2 separate regions of the Mus musculus genome follow, and region 1 is linked to region 2. Evidence: chromatin contacts called from public promoter capture Hi-C data. All regions are on one chromosome and are shown on one strand. Each heading gives the region's core, a stretch centred on a gene start, on an enhancer-like site or on the middle of the called end of the contact. The rest is flanking DNA. Distances are from core to core; before and after follow the strand shown.

Region 1 (6,187 bases), core at 479-2,978, 270 kb after region 2:
GTGTGCAGGAGTGGATCCAGCAATCCTCATAGCTGTGAATTTCTGTCATATCGGCAGAATTCAGCAACAAATTGCAGCAATTTGAGTCTGACCTCTGATCCGCAAGGTTCATGTGAACCTTTGAACCTCAGCTTGGAGTTGAGAAACATCGAGATGGTGGTTAGTAATTATTCTCCCAGGCCAGGTAAATAGTTAACACCGTGGCCGTTGCTCCGCCCGAAAGCACAATCCGCAGATCGAGAGACCAGTCATTGAAGGTGCCATTGAGAGCGAGCTTCAGGAAGAAAAAAAGACAGTTTGGACACATCTAGTAAAAGCAGGATATTTCAGGATGAAAACTAAGAAGAGGGCAAGGGTGCCGGAAAGAAGGCTTAGTCAGTAAAGCGCTCACTGGGCCACCCTGACAACCTGGCTGGATCCCCACAGCCAGGTAAAGGCCGGAGAGAACCAACTCCACACAAGTTGTCCTCAGACCTATACAGTACACTGTGGCACACACACACACACGCACACACACACACATACACACACACACGCACACACACACACCACATAAGCGCGCATACACCCTTAATATCCGGTGATAACCACAGTAACATTCTCTTTACAAATCAGATAAAAATACCAAATACTAAATGCTTTTGATGTAATATTTTTATCCAACACTACCATCTCTCAGCCCTTAAATAAATGTCCAGTCTATTCTGTTACAGAATACAAACCCATGCTGAGCCATTTTCGGAACAAAGCAGCAAACTAGTTACAGACATTACAGGCACGTTTACCTTTGACACTGACAAGAGAATGCTCAGGTGAGTAGCTGTGAGAGCCGGCTGACACTACAGGCTGACGACGCATGGACTGACAGACAGACGCGTCTAACGCTCTGTGCCCACACTGACTGATGGCAGCCATCTCCCACCATGATGGAGGAGGGCTCCTAAGACAGAGAGATGCTCCGCTTGATGTTCAGCTTCTACTGCTATGCAAATCGCTTCATTTTTAAGTAGATAGGTGAGAAAGACACTCTGCTTTCTGGTTGTTGTGGTTAATATTAGAACAGAGCGTGGAAAGTTGTCCTAAAAAGTATTATAGTTATAGTCAAGAGCATAGTGCCTGTGGTTAGATCCATTTCTTAAAACTATCGTCGGTTTGAAAAAGAATGTCTCAAAGTAGAGTACCCAAGAGGAAATACCAAGGCTCCAGTTTCACGTATCATCAGACTGCTGATTCCTAACTTATTTTAGTTATCACATTTTCTCCTCTAAAGACTGCTTTTGCGACACCATCGACAAATCCTTGCTTATACTGTATCGCTTAAATGTAAGAATTTTTTAAGTAAGCGCAGTGGAAAGCTGTAAGACTAAGCAACATCTTTAAAAAAAAAGCCCACCCATCACTAGAGAACAGGAGGCAAGGTAAGTAGAGAAGTGTTTAAAATTCTCAAGAACTTATAGACGTATACACCACTTTTAATTAAAACAAAAAACCAAAACAGATGGACCGACGCTTAATGCCTTAACCAAACACAACCATTCTCCACACCTCAATGAGGATAAATAAGAATAAATAAGATTTCCCTACCTTTCCAGGCTTCGATCTGGATGTGCAGGCTAATTGCGACCACAGCCCGGCTTGGCTTCAGCAACCTTTGCCCCTAACCCCAGGAACAGCGTGACTCTGCCCTACGTGGCTCCTGGCTCGGCATTGGCCAATGGCTTTGAGCCTTGGGAGTCATTTGCTAAGGACACCTGGAATGAATTTGAAGGCGTGGCTCAGAAAGCAGGGAGGGGCCATAGCTGTCCTGGGGAAATGCTTTGTAGCCTTACAAAGATTTTAGTGCAAAACCTATTCTAATAGATGACTGGGGAAGCCCCAAGAAGACACTGCATTGCATAGAAAGGAAATTTGACAGAAATATTTTAATCGTGGCTAAAATTAAATGAATGATTTTCTTACCAATCATCTCAGAGAATCATGTGGGTGCCCACTGCTATTGAACCACTGCTTAATATAAATAAGAAATGTAGTAATTCCTACTTCATGTGAGATGTTGTGGGGGTTAAATAAACACATTTAAGTGAGCCCAAAGTCTTCTGGCAAATAGAAAATACTAAAAAGTGACACTGTGAGACATCATTACACACTGTGAATTATTAGAAAGGGTGACAGTTCTAATCCCAGAATATGGGAGATTGCACTTGGAGGTTCAACAACAGTCACAAGGCCAGTATAACATACCTAGTAAAACTGCCTCAAAAGTCTTAAAGAAAAGTATGGTGTTGCCACAATTTCTTGGAAATACTGAATTTTTAGAAAATGTTACTTTCCCCTTGTGTCATATCTAGGCTAGGTAACTTGAATTACTGGGCACACTCTCATCCAAACACTACCAAAACCCAAAAATTTTAAAAAGATTTATTTATTTTTATGTATACTGTAAATACACTGTAGCTATCCTCAAACACACCAGAAGAGGGCATTGGATTCCCATTACAGATGGCTGTGAGTCACTATGTGGTTGCTGGGAATTGAACTCAGGACCTCTGGAAGAGCAGTCAGTGCTCTTAACCGCCGAGCCGTTTCCAGCTCCCCAAAAACCAAATTTATAAATATGATAAAAATAGGCAAAAATCCCATGTGAGCATGTTTATTCATTTGAAGCTGAAATAGATTCACCTGTTAGAAGCTGGGACAAGCAGTGGGCGGCACAGGCAGAGAGTTTGGTAAAACGAGCATCATGGTACTAAAGACAAGGAAGATCCATAGCACTTTGGGGTAAACACACTCCATCTCTCACCTGAGGCAGACCCTCAGCCAAGATGGCTCTGCAAGTAAGAGTTAGGAAATCGGGGGGAGGGGGGAGAGAAATTGAGGTTTGTGTGTGTGTGTGTGTGTGTGTGAGAGAGAGAGAGAGAGAGAGAGAGAGAGAGAGAGAGAGTCTTCACACCATGTGATACCCAATACTCTCTGAATGAGTGTGAAAGTAAGCTTCAAAGCCTAAAGAGAAATGAAAACCTGCCAGCCTCCTAACGTAACATTTCAGGCTGGGGCACAGAGCAGTGGTTGTGTGTGTGCCTACTATGTTCAAGCCCTGGGTTGAACCCCAAGATGGGAATAGGGAAGCCAGGTTTGCTGATGCACCTCGGCAATCCCAGTGCTGGCTAGGAGTTCAAGGTCATCTTTAACTACGTAGCCAGTTCAAGGCCAGCCTGAGGCACACAAGGGTGTATCCCAAAATACCAACAAACAACACTGTGTTTTCCCTTGGTTCACGTCACTGAATTATATGATTTTTTAGACTGTCAAAAGACCAGAGGGGCAAATGTGTTTCCAGTCTTCTATCCATATTTTATAAAGGAAGGTTTTATTGCTTCTAAATAAAATGATCAATACTGAGAAATATTAGTGACTTAATAAAGACTAGAAATAAAAAAAAAATCTAAGATTGTAAATTGTTAAATATTACATGAAACCAAACTCTTAGGCTAATTGAAGCAAAACTAAAGAATCCATAGTGTGTAAGCCAGTATTTTAAAAATTATATATTTTAAGCTAGAGGGGTGGGCGTGGTAATGCACACCTTTAGTCTCAGCACTTGGGAGGCAGAGGCAGGCAGATCTGAGTTTGAGGCCAGCCTGATCTATATATAATTTTTAAAGGACAAATTTAAATTCCTTAATTTAACAGGACCCAGTAACATTTTTTAAAGCTATGTGTTTATTTAGGGTGTCTCATGTGTCTCAGTGAGCATGGGATCAGAGGACAGGTGCTTATTTGCTTTCACCAGGTGGGCTCCCGGAATCAAACACAGGTTAGCAGGTTTGGGGGCAGGAACCTTTACCTGCTGAGCGCTCTTCTCTGGCCCAGAAGGTAAGCACACATACTTGCTATTCTTGGAGAAGACCAGGGTTAAGTTCTCCGTATCCACATGGAGGTTCACCCTCCATACCCTGAGCTCCAGAAGATCTGATGCCCCCTTCTGGCTCCTGTGGGCACTGCAAGCACAAGGTGCAAAAGACATACATGCAGGCAAAACAGCCATGCATGTAAATGAGAATACATCTTTAAAAAATAAGTGTAAGAAAAAAAATTCCTGTGTTTACAGCACGTTTTGAACATTAGTATTTTAGGTCTGGGGTTTTTTCATAAGAATGTGTGTACATATGTGAGTAAATGAAAATGCTCTTCTAATAAACGCTGTCCTAAAAGCACCAGAGGGTGGTGAGTTTCAGGATATATGGGTAAGGCCTGAGTGTAGGGGCCCTTCAAGGGGAGGGGTGTAGAAGTGCTTAGTCCGCATGTGCAGAGCCCTGGCTTTAAAAAACAGAAGAGTTGGGAGCTAAGAGCTAGCTTTTCACACAAGACTTAAAAGCAGTAATTATGATGGCAATTATAGCCTGCCTTCAACATGAAAATAAGTGAAATCTTCATGCTGTGGCTTTGAACAAAGTTGGCCTTAATAAACTCAAACAATAAAAAACAAACAAACAAACAAACAAACAAAACCAACCAACCAACCAAAAAACCCCCAGGAAAACAAAAAACAACCCAGAAGTTCCCTCCCTTGCTCACATAGTCATTGTCCCCCAACTCCTAGCACCCCCTTCTGTGAGCATACAAATGTGACTTAAGCCACTCCAGATCCAACTGGCTTGCAGCAAGTAGTTAAACCCTGTCTGAAGAACCGGTCCTCAGTCTTCACAAAGCTCCTTTGTTTCAGAGTCCCAGGTGGCTGCTCTAAAGAGAGGCAGAAGGTACCAGGGAAGTATGGAAGGCCTAAGGTAGATGTGGTTGTATAAAAGAAAGAAACAAGGGCTGGTGAGATGGCTCAGTGGGTAAGAGCACCCGACTGCTCTTCCGAAGGTCCGGAGTTCAAATCCCAACAACTCTTCCGAAGGTCCGGAGTTCAAATCCCAGCAACCACATGGTGGCTCACAACCATCTGTAACAAGATCTGACTCCCTCTTCTGGAGTGTCTGAAGACAGCTACAGTGTACTTACATATAATAAATAAATAAAAAGAAAGAAAGGAAGGAAGGAAGGAAGGAAGGAAGGAAGGAAGGAAGGAAGGAAGAAAGAAAGAAAGAAAGAAAGAAAGAAAGAAAGAAAGAAAGAAAGAAAGAAACCGCAGACCAGTCCGGAGAAAGAAGACATAGACATTATGAAATCAATCATATCAGCTATTTTTACTTACTTCGGGTGTTTAAATTTTTATTATGGGGTATATGTGTATGATAATTGAGGAAGGGTTTGAGCCAGGTTGGGACAGAGATGAGAGGACATATTTGTTGAGTCTATTCTCTGATGGTATTTGTGTGGGTCCTGGAGGGTTGAACTTGGGTCAGTGGGCTTGGGTGGCAAGGATTTTACACTTTGTGGTTTTCCTGAGCCTGGGTCTAATATATATATATATATATATATATATATATATCGCCAAAGCTAGCTTCAGGCTTTGTACCTGAAGACGACCTTGAACTCCTGATCCTCTCTCTGGGATATGGGTGCTGGGATTTGGGTGTGAACCACACTGTCCAGTTGCCAGTGTGAACTGTCATGATCATGGGGCCTTTTTCATGCCAGACAAGCACTCTACTACTGAGCTGGGTTCATAGACTATTTTATTTATTTAATGTGTATGAGCACACCATTGCTGTCTTCAGACACTCCAGAAGAGAGCATCAGGTCATCTACAGATGGTTGTGAGCCACCATGTGGTTGCTGGGAATTGAACTTAGGACCTCTGGAAGAGCAGTCGGTGCTCTAACTGCTGAGCCATCTCTCCAGCGCCCATAGATATTCTAAATACAGGGAAAATCTGATCAGGCCAAATGAAACCTTACTAAGGTAGTATTATTTATAAACTTTAACTCATCTATAAGTTAAAATAGAACCACAATGTAAAGACCATGCCAATATGTATTTGCTTTTATATATAATAGTAATATATTGCTTCTAGAAATACATTTGATAATATTTAATTATTTGCAGGGGGGTGAGGGAGGGAGGGCAGGCATAAATGAGTGGAGATCAGAGGACAACTTGCATTAGTCAGTTCTCTCCTTCCACCATGAGGTCTCCAGGGATCTGAGTCATGTCATCAGGCTTGTGGCAAGTGCTCTTATCCTCTGAGCCACCTCAGCTACTCATTCGGTACTATTCTGAATTCCAAAAGCTTTGCTGTAAC
Region 2 (6,243 bases), core at 2,135-4,634:
TTGCCTTTCTGTTACTGATTTCTAGTTGTCTCTCTGTGGCTGTAGCGCATACTTGATATGCTTTTGGAGTTCTTTGAAGCTTCTTAAGATTTGTTCTCTCATGTGGGTTATGGTTTATCGTGGCAAGCTTGTGTGTGGCCACTCAGGAGAAGAATGGTCCATAAATGTTGACTAGCTCCTTAGTGTGTAGTAGTGAGTTCTGTAGCCTTGGGATTTGCTATAGTTGTTCTCCAAGTTGCTGATGGTATAGTATTAAGATTTTGACTATAGTGAATTTTTTTTACTTTTTTTTTTTTCCTGTTTGTAGTTACGTTTTGGATGCATAGACATTTACTATTTTTTTTTTCTGGTGAATTAGTCCTTATTATGACCTCTTCCCCCATTCCCCCCTCCCGATAATCTTTGCTCTAAATTCTACTTATATCTGATATAATATATAAAAAGTAATTTTCTTTAATTTTAATTAATTTAAATTTAGGCACATGTGGCTGATGGCTGTCATTACTGGAAGGTGAAGGGAGCTATGACCCAAATGTAATTGAAAGGTAAATTTTATAGTATGTTAAGAGATGCTAAGGACAAACAGTGATTAGCCTGAAAGTGGAGATTGGGGCAGAGGGAGTGGGACTTGACTTTGATTTGGGTAGTCAGGGAAGCAGTTCTTGAATACGACACTTGAAAAGAGGACAACATTTTAGAGTGAGAATTATCCGTGCCAGACCCTGATCCAGTCAGATTTGAGTTTAGACTAGATGATAGGGACTCTGGTGCAGTGGAAACAAGTTAGGGGTAGGAAGGTAGGTGTGTGATTCATGGTCATCAGGCCAAGTAGTTAAGGTAGGTTTGGGGAGAAAATGTAAAGATGTTTTCAGAAATTTTTAATAAATTATTAATTTTAGAGATGTTAAATTGGAGATATTTATTAGATGTATCTAAATAGAGAAAGCAAGCAGACTGTGATCTTCTCCAGATCCATGAGTCTCTGCCCTGTGGAGCATATGAGTAGGAGACACATAACTAAATATGTATGAATAACATACTAGAAGGTAACAAACACAAAGAGAATCCAGGCAGGACATGACGTGTGTTTTTTGAGGAGCGTGAGGATCCAGCTCAGTTAGCAGAGCTTGCCTAGCAGACATGAAGCCTGGGCTTGATCCCAGCACCACACAAAGCTGGAGGTGGATGAGAGGGCTTGGAAGTTCAGAGTCATTCTTGGATACCTAGGGAGTTCAAGGTCAATTGGGCTGCATGAGACCCTGTCTATGGGGGAAAAAAGAAAAGAAAGATTTTGTTGTACCGGATGAACAGTGTGGTCATATTTGAGTAATAATGAGGTGGTGAGAAAATCCATCTTCTAGATTCCGGGTCGAAAAGTAGGTAGAGGGAGCCAAAGTGTAAGGGTCCCAGTGGGAGGAGAAACATTGGAGGAGGAGCTAAAGAGCCAAGAGGCTAAGTGTGCTTCAAGTGGCAAGAGCAACGGGACAGTTAAGGGACGCAGTGCCAAGATGGCAGTGATCTGGATGGCAGCTGTTTTAAAGGCTCTATCCTGAGTGAGAAGGGAAGGTAGGGACACTTTAGCAGAAGGGAGGTATCAGCCGGCCTCTGGCTTGTTTGCTAAGCACACTGCTGGAGCAAGAGTGGGTGCGGGGTGATTGGTTGGTTAGTGCGACCTAGTACAAAGGCTGTGATAGTTTAAGTCTGGCGATAAGGAGCCATCGCATTCTGTCTACACTTGAGGAATCACGTCACCAAATTGTCCTACCACTTGGATGAGAGGAGGCAAGGTAGGGTTATTATGTTAGCTGAGATGGAGATACCCAGGAGAGTAGGTTTGGAGGGAGTGGTCAGGAGCTCAGTCTTGGACATGTTAAGTTCTTGATGCCTATTAGACAGCTGAACATCGGTGTGTGTCATAGGCATTCTGATAATGTTTATGGGTCCTTTATGTTAAAAGAACGAGTAATGGTATTAAAACAGTATATTAGATATTTTGAAATATGTTATGTTGTATTATCTTAAATTTTAACATGTTCAATCCTGACAAAACTGGAGATAAATTGTTTTTGGCTCTGCTGCTAGAGTTGGGTACTTTCTTAGAGTTATGTGGATACCGTTCCACCTTAGGAGTAGAAATGAACGTGTAGTCTGAGCGTTTTTACTTGCTTTCTGTTTTAGGTTCTATTACTACTGGATTTTCAAGAATTTTTAATACAATTTTTCCTTTGAATTATGATTTAAATATCAAAAAATCTTTAAATTTTTTTTAAAAAGGGAAATATTTTAGTTTTGGAAGTCAGAATGCCAAGGAAAAGGAAAAATCTTGGGGGAAATCCTTTGCGGAAGACTGCAAACTCTAAGAAAATTGTCGTATCCCGTGTTGCTAGTCGTGAGGAGCCAACCACTACTCTTCCTTCCGTGTGTGAGACAAAAGTTGATCAGGAAGAACTCTTCACCAGTATCTCAGAGATGTTTTCTGCTCTGGATCCTGATGTAGTTTATTTGATGCTTTCTGAATGTGATTTTAAAGGTGAGAAAAGTTTAGTTTGACTCTTTGAGTCTTATAAGAAGACCTCGTCGTATTCTGTGCCTCAGTGAATGCCAATGTAGAAAAATGATATTATTCTTGTGTTTATCACATGTTAAGAATCTTCCAGGGACAAAGATGCTGTTTGTATCACTAGGGATATGAAACATAAAGATGGTTTCTACTATAAAGAAATGTACACTTGTAGATATAAGATTCATGAATATAAATATAGTCCACATTTTATCCTCTCTTCTATAGACAGGTTGGTGCTATTTTCATCTTTGAGTTGTTTTTCTAACTTGTTAATGAAAAATAATAAAATGTATCTTACAGGGTAGGATTTTTTGGGGGAGGATTGAAAGTTTATTTTGTTGTTTGATGTTGGTACAGACTTCAGTGTCGTCTGCTATAAAGAACCTGTCACTGTTTAAAAGTATGTTTGCAGGATTATCACCTGGGTAATATAGCTTTTGGCTATGGTTATTATAAGATAAATTCATTCTAGATTTGACTGTCTTGATAATGCTGGACAAGCTTATGATCTCAGTCATTGTGTGAGCCGTGCAGTGAGCATTTCTGCCCTGTCAGGGACATATTCTGATATATACCCAGGTTTCAGTAGTGCATCTGATGCTCAGAAAGGATAGCAGTGATTTGTTGAACATATGTGCGTAAAGCAGTGGTGGAGACAATCGTATCATCTCATGTCCTAACACACTTACTTCTGTTTTTCAGGATCTTCTGTGCACCTTCTCTGTAAATACTTGGTGTAATGAGTAGTTTGAATGATAGCATTAACGGCACTAAAGCAAACATTCTGCTCTTTAAACGTAGTGCAGTGGCGCTGTTGTCAGTGCTCTCACATAACCAGTGCTTGTCTTTATAGCCAGCTGTGCTCTCTCTCTGGTGCTTCCCTAGTGTTCAGTGAGTTGTATTAAATTTATTCAGAGCATTTCAGTGAAAGTAGCCATTTTCTTCTGGCCTTTCCTCTTGGTCCCAAAGCTTTCCTGTTGGCACAGGCCAAGAATAGTTTTCCAGCCGGGCGTGGTGGCACACGTACTCGGGAGGCAGAGGCAGGAGGATTTCTGAGTTCGAGGCCAGCCTGGTCTACAAAGTGAGTTCTAGGACAGCCAGGGCTACACAAAGAAACCCTGTCTCAAAAAACAACAAACAAACAAACAAAGAATAGTTTTCCAGCCTTGAAAAGACAGTGTAGTTTACCTTCCAGGGAGGCGTTCTGGGTTGCAATACCCACAGCCTCTCAGTACTGTGAATCATTAAGATTTTAATAGGAATAAGTTGTGCCTTTTTAAAATAGAGAATAATGTTGAATATATTTATATTTGAGTTTTTCTTATATTTTATAAATTATTCATTTAGTTTTTAAGGTTGCTTTTATGTCATAGTTTTCATTTTTCCCTGCAATCTGTTTAAGACTTCCCTTTATGATAATTACCTTTGTATTTTGGTATTTTTACTTATACGGCTTTTCATTATAAATATGCTAGTTCTTTAGTTGACCACTTTAGGGTTTTCTGCTATGTAGTTTTTTTCCTTCTTGTGTTTGTGTTTTCCCTTCACCTTGTCTCAGTGTTCTGCAGGGCTTCTTGCCTCTGCAGTTGTGCTCTGTTCTCCTGACTGACCTCTTTGCCAGGCTTGCCCCTCCAACCCCTCTTTGTTTTTCTCTTAAGGGAACGTTAACTGGGTCTTACTAGGTGCCAGTCCTTGTGCACAGCACTTCTCATGGATTATCTCATTTAACCCCACAAGAGCCTCCGAGGTAGGTACTTTTGAGTATCGCCATATCACAAACAAGGAGATGTGCTGAGGGAAGTTGGCTCATTTGTTTGAATCCTGTCAAGCAAGTAGATATTTAAATGAGGGTGCTTTGACTCCAGAGCAGAGCTGTGCCCTACAGTGCTGTGCTTCTTTCCATGTCTATCTTCCTTAAAACAAAAATAGGACACAGCAGAAACAAAATAAAAAAAGGCATTCAGATTTCAAATGCTTAAAAAGTACTTTCTTTTCTTGTGATGCCTGTTATCAAATGGAGGGCCTCAAGCATGCTGGCCAAGGCCCCATGACCCGGAGCAGCACCCCTAGCTTCATGCTTGAAGACCTGAGGCTCTCTGTCTGTGTTGCAGCCAGAGCTCAGCATTGGAGTCACATACACCGGCCCTGTTACTGTGTGACTTGGGTCCAGTTCCTATCCCTTTTTTGAGCTTCATTTTCTTTTATGTTTTCTAGGATGATTGTTCTCATAGTATTACTTGGGGATTCAGTGAGGTTATCTATGTAATGCTCCTAGCCCAAATGCTGTGGGTGGCAGTTCTCCTCCCGTTCCATTCCCTTAGAAAACAGTGTGGCTGACTGTCAGTCCCTCTCAGTTACACATAGCCTCCTCCAGTTCTTTTCTTCCTTCTATTCGTCACACAGAACCCTGTGAACTAACTCTCCAACCAACTTCTCTGAATACTTAAACAGGTCTTTCCTTTCCTTTCCTTTCCTTTCCTTTCCTTTCCTTTCCTTTCCTTTCCTTTCCTTTCCTTTCCTTTCCTTTCCTTTTCTTTTCTTTTCTTGTTTCTCTTCTCTTTTCTCTTCTCTTCTTTTCTCTTCTCTTCTCTCTCTTCCTCTTCTCTTCTCTCTCTTCCCTCTTCCCTCCTCTTCCCTCCTCTTCCCTCTTCCCTCCTCTTCCCTCCTCTTCCCTCTTCCCTCTTCCCTCTTCCCTCTTCCCTCTTCCCTCTTCCCTCTTCCCTCTTCCCTCTTCCCTCTTCCCTCTTCCCTCTTCCTCTTCTCTTTCTGAGACAGGTCTCACTGTGTAGCTCTGGCTGGCCTGGATCTCACTATGTAGACCAAGCTGGCTTTGAATTGAACTTACAGAGATCCCCCTGCTTCTGCCTCCCATGTGCTGGGATTAAAGGCAGTTTTGTATTTTCAAGCTTGGCTTTAACTTTTGTCCTATTGGCAACTTGATTAGTCTTTTTAGTGCTAGATCATATATATTACATTATGTGAAATCTTGTTTTATTCTCCTTTCCATCACTGTAGCATTTGCACATTGTTAAAAAGTATACATTGTTTAATTTATATTATGATATAATTATATTTTAATATACACACCTTTATATTCGATTTATACTTTACAAAATCATATCAAAAATTCATCTTCATTTTTGTATAAAGTATCTCTGATGCATATATTTTTTATACTGTGAAATATGTGGTATAGACTGTGTAAATGAGTAAATGTTTACTAAGAGAATACCTACTTAAAATACTTAGTCCTTAAATGGACATCCAATAGATAAATAACTGTTGAATGTATCAACTGACTTTAGGATCTTTATACATGACCCTATCATATAGAGTCTATGTATATACTCATTAAACTGTTCAATTTGTACTTGACAGTAGCTTATTACAATTGAAAAGAATACCATTCCATGGCTCTATCATTAATACTTCTCTAGTGTAGATTTTGATGTATTAGAGTAGTGTCAGTTTTTAAAAGATGACTTGGCTATTGATACATTTTCAATGTGTGTGTGTGTGTGTGTGTGTGTGTGTATATATATATATATATATATATATACACACACATACATACATACATACATACATTTGTTGTTGTTGTTGCTGTTCTTGTTCTCATGCAGTTGAAAATGCCATGGATTGTCTGTTAGAATTGTCTGCCACTGATGCCAAGGGGGCAG

The links. Capture Hi-C pulls out chosen DNA fragments and counts their contacts.
Region 1: a contact with region 2 is called in a promoter capture Hi-C map of pancreatic islet. The contact joins two enhancer-like sites. A contact is called at or near these places in 1 of 39 promoter capture datasets (embryonic stem cells), 1 of 15 datasets of contacts at CTCF or cohesin (the NIH/3T3 cell line), 1 of 484 Hi-C or Micro-C datasets (nephron progenitors) and 2 of 9 other capture datasets (adipose tissue and pancreatic islet).

What each region holds. Positions count from the first base shown.
Region 1 is chr5:66,052,898-66,059,084 of GRCm38.p6, forward strand. The region is part of intron 3 of Rbm47 (RNA binding motif protein 47); the gene reads right to left. Among named protein-coding and RNA genes, the nearest start is that of Gm40310, 46 kb to the left of the region's middle. Within about 2 kb of position 1,729, at least 36 of the 459 cell types and tissues checked have an H3K27ac peak or open chromatin away from gene starts, as enhancers often do. A contact at or near this core is called in pancreatic islet, where this site is marked.
Region 2 is chr5:65,783,832-65,790,074 of GRCm38.p6, forward strand. It overlaps N4bp2 (NEDD4 binding protein 2), which reads left to right. Exons shown (of 20, transcript NM_001024917.1): 4 at 2,275-2,530; 5 at 4,222-4,310; 6 at 6,187-6,243. The coding sequence starts at 6,198. Among named protein-coding and RNA genes, the nearest start is that of N4bp2, 23 kb to the left of the region's middle. Within about 2 kb of position 3,385, at least 9 of the 459 cell types and tissues checked have an H3K27ac peak or open chromatin away from gene starts, as enhancers often do. A contact at or near this core is called in pancreatic islet, where this site is marked.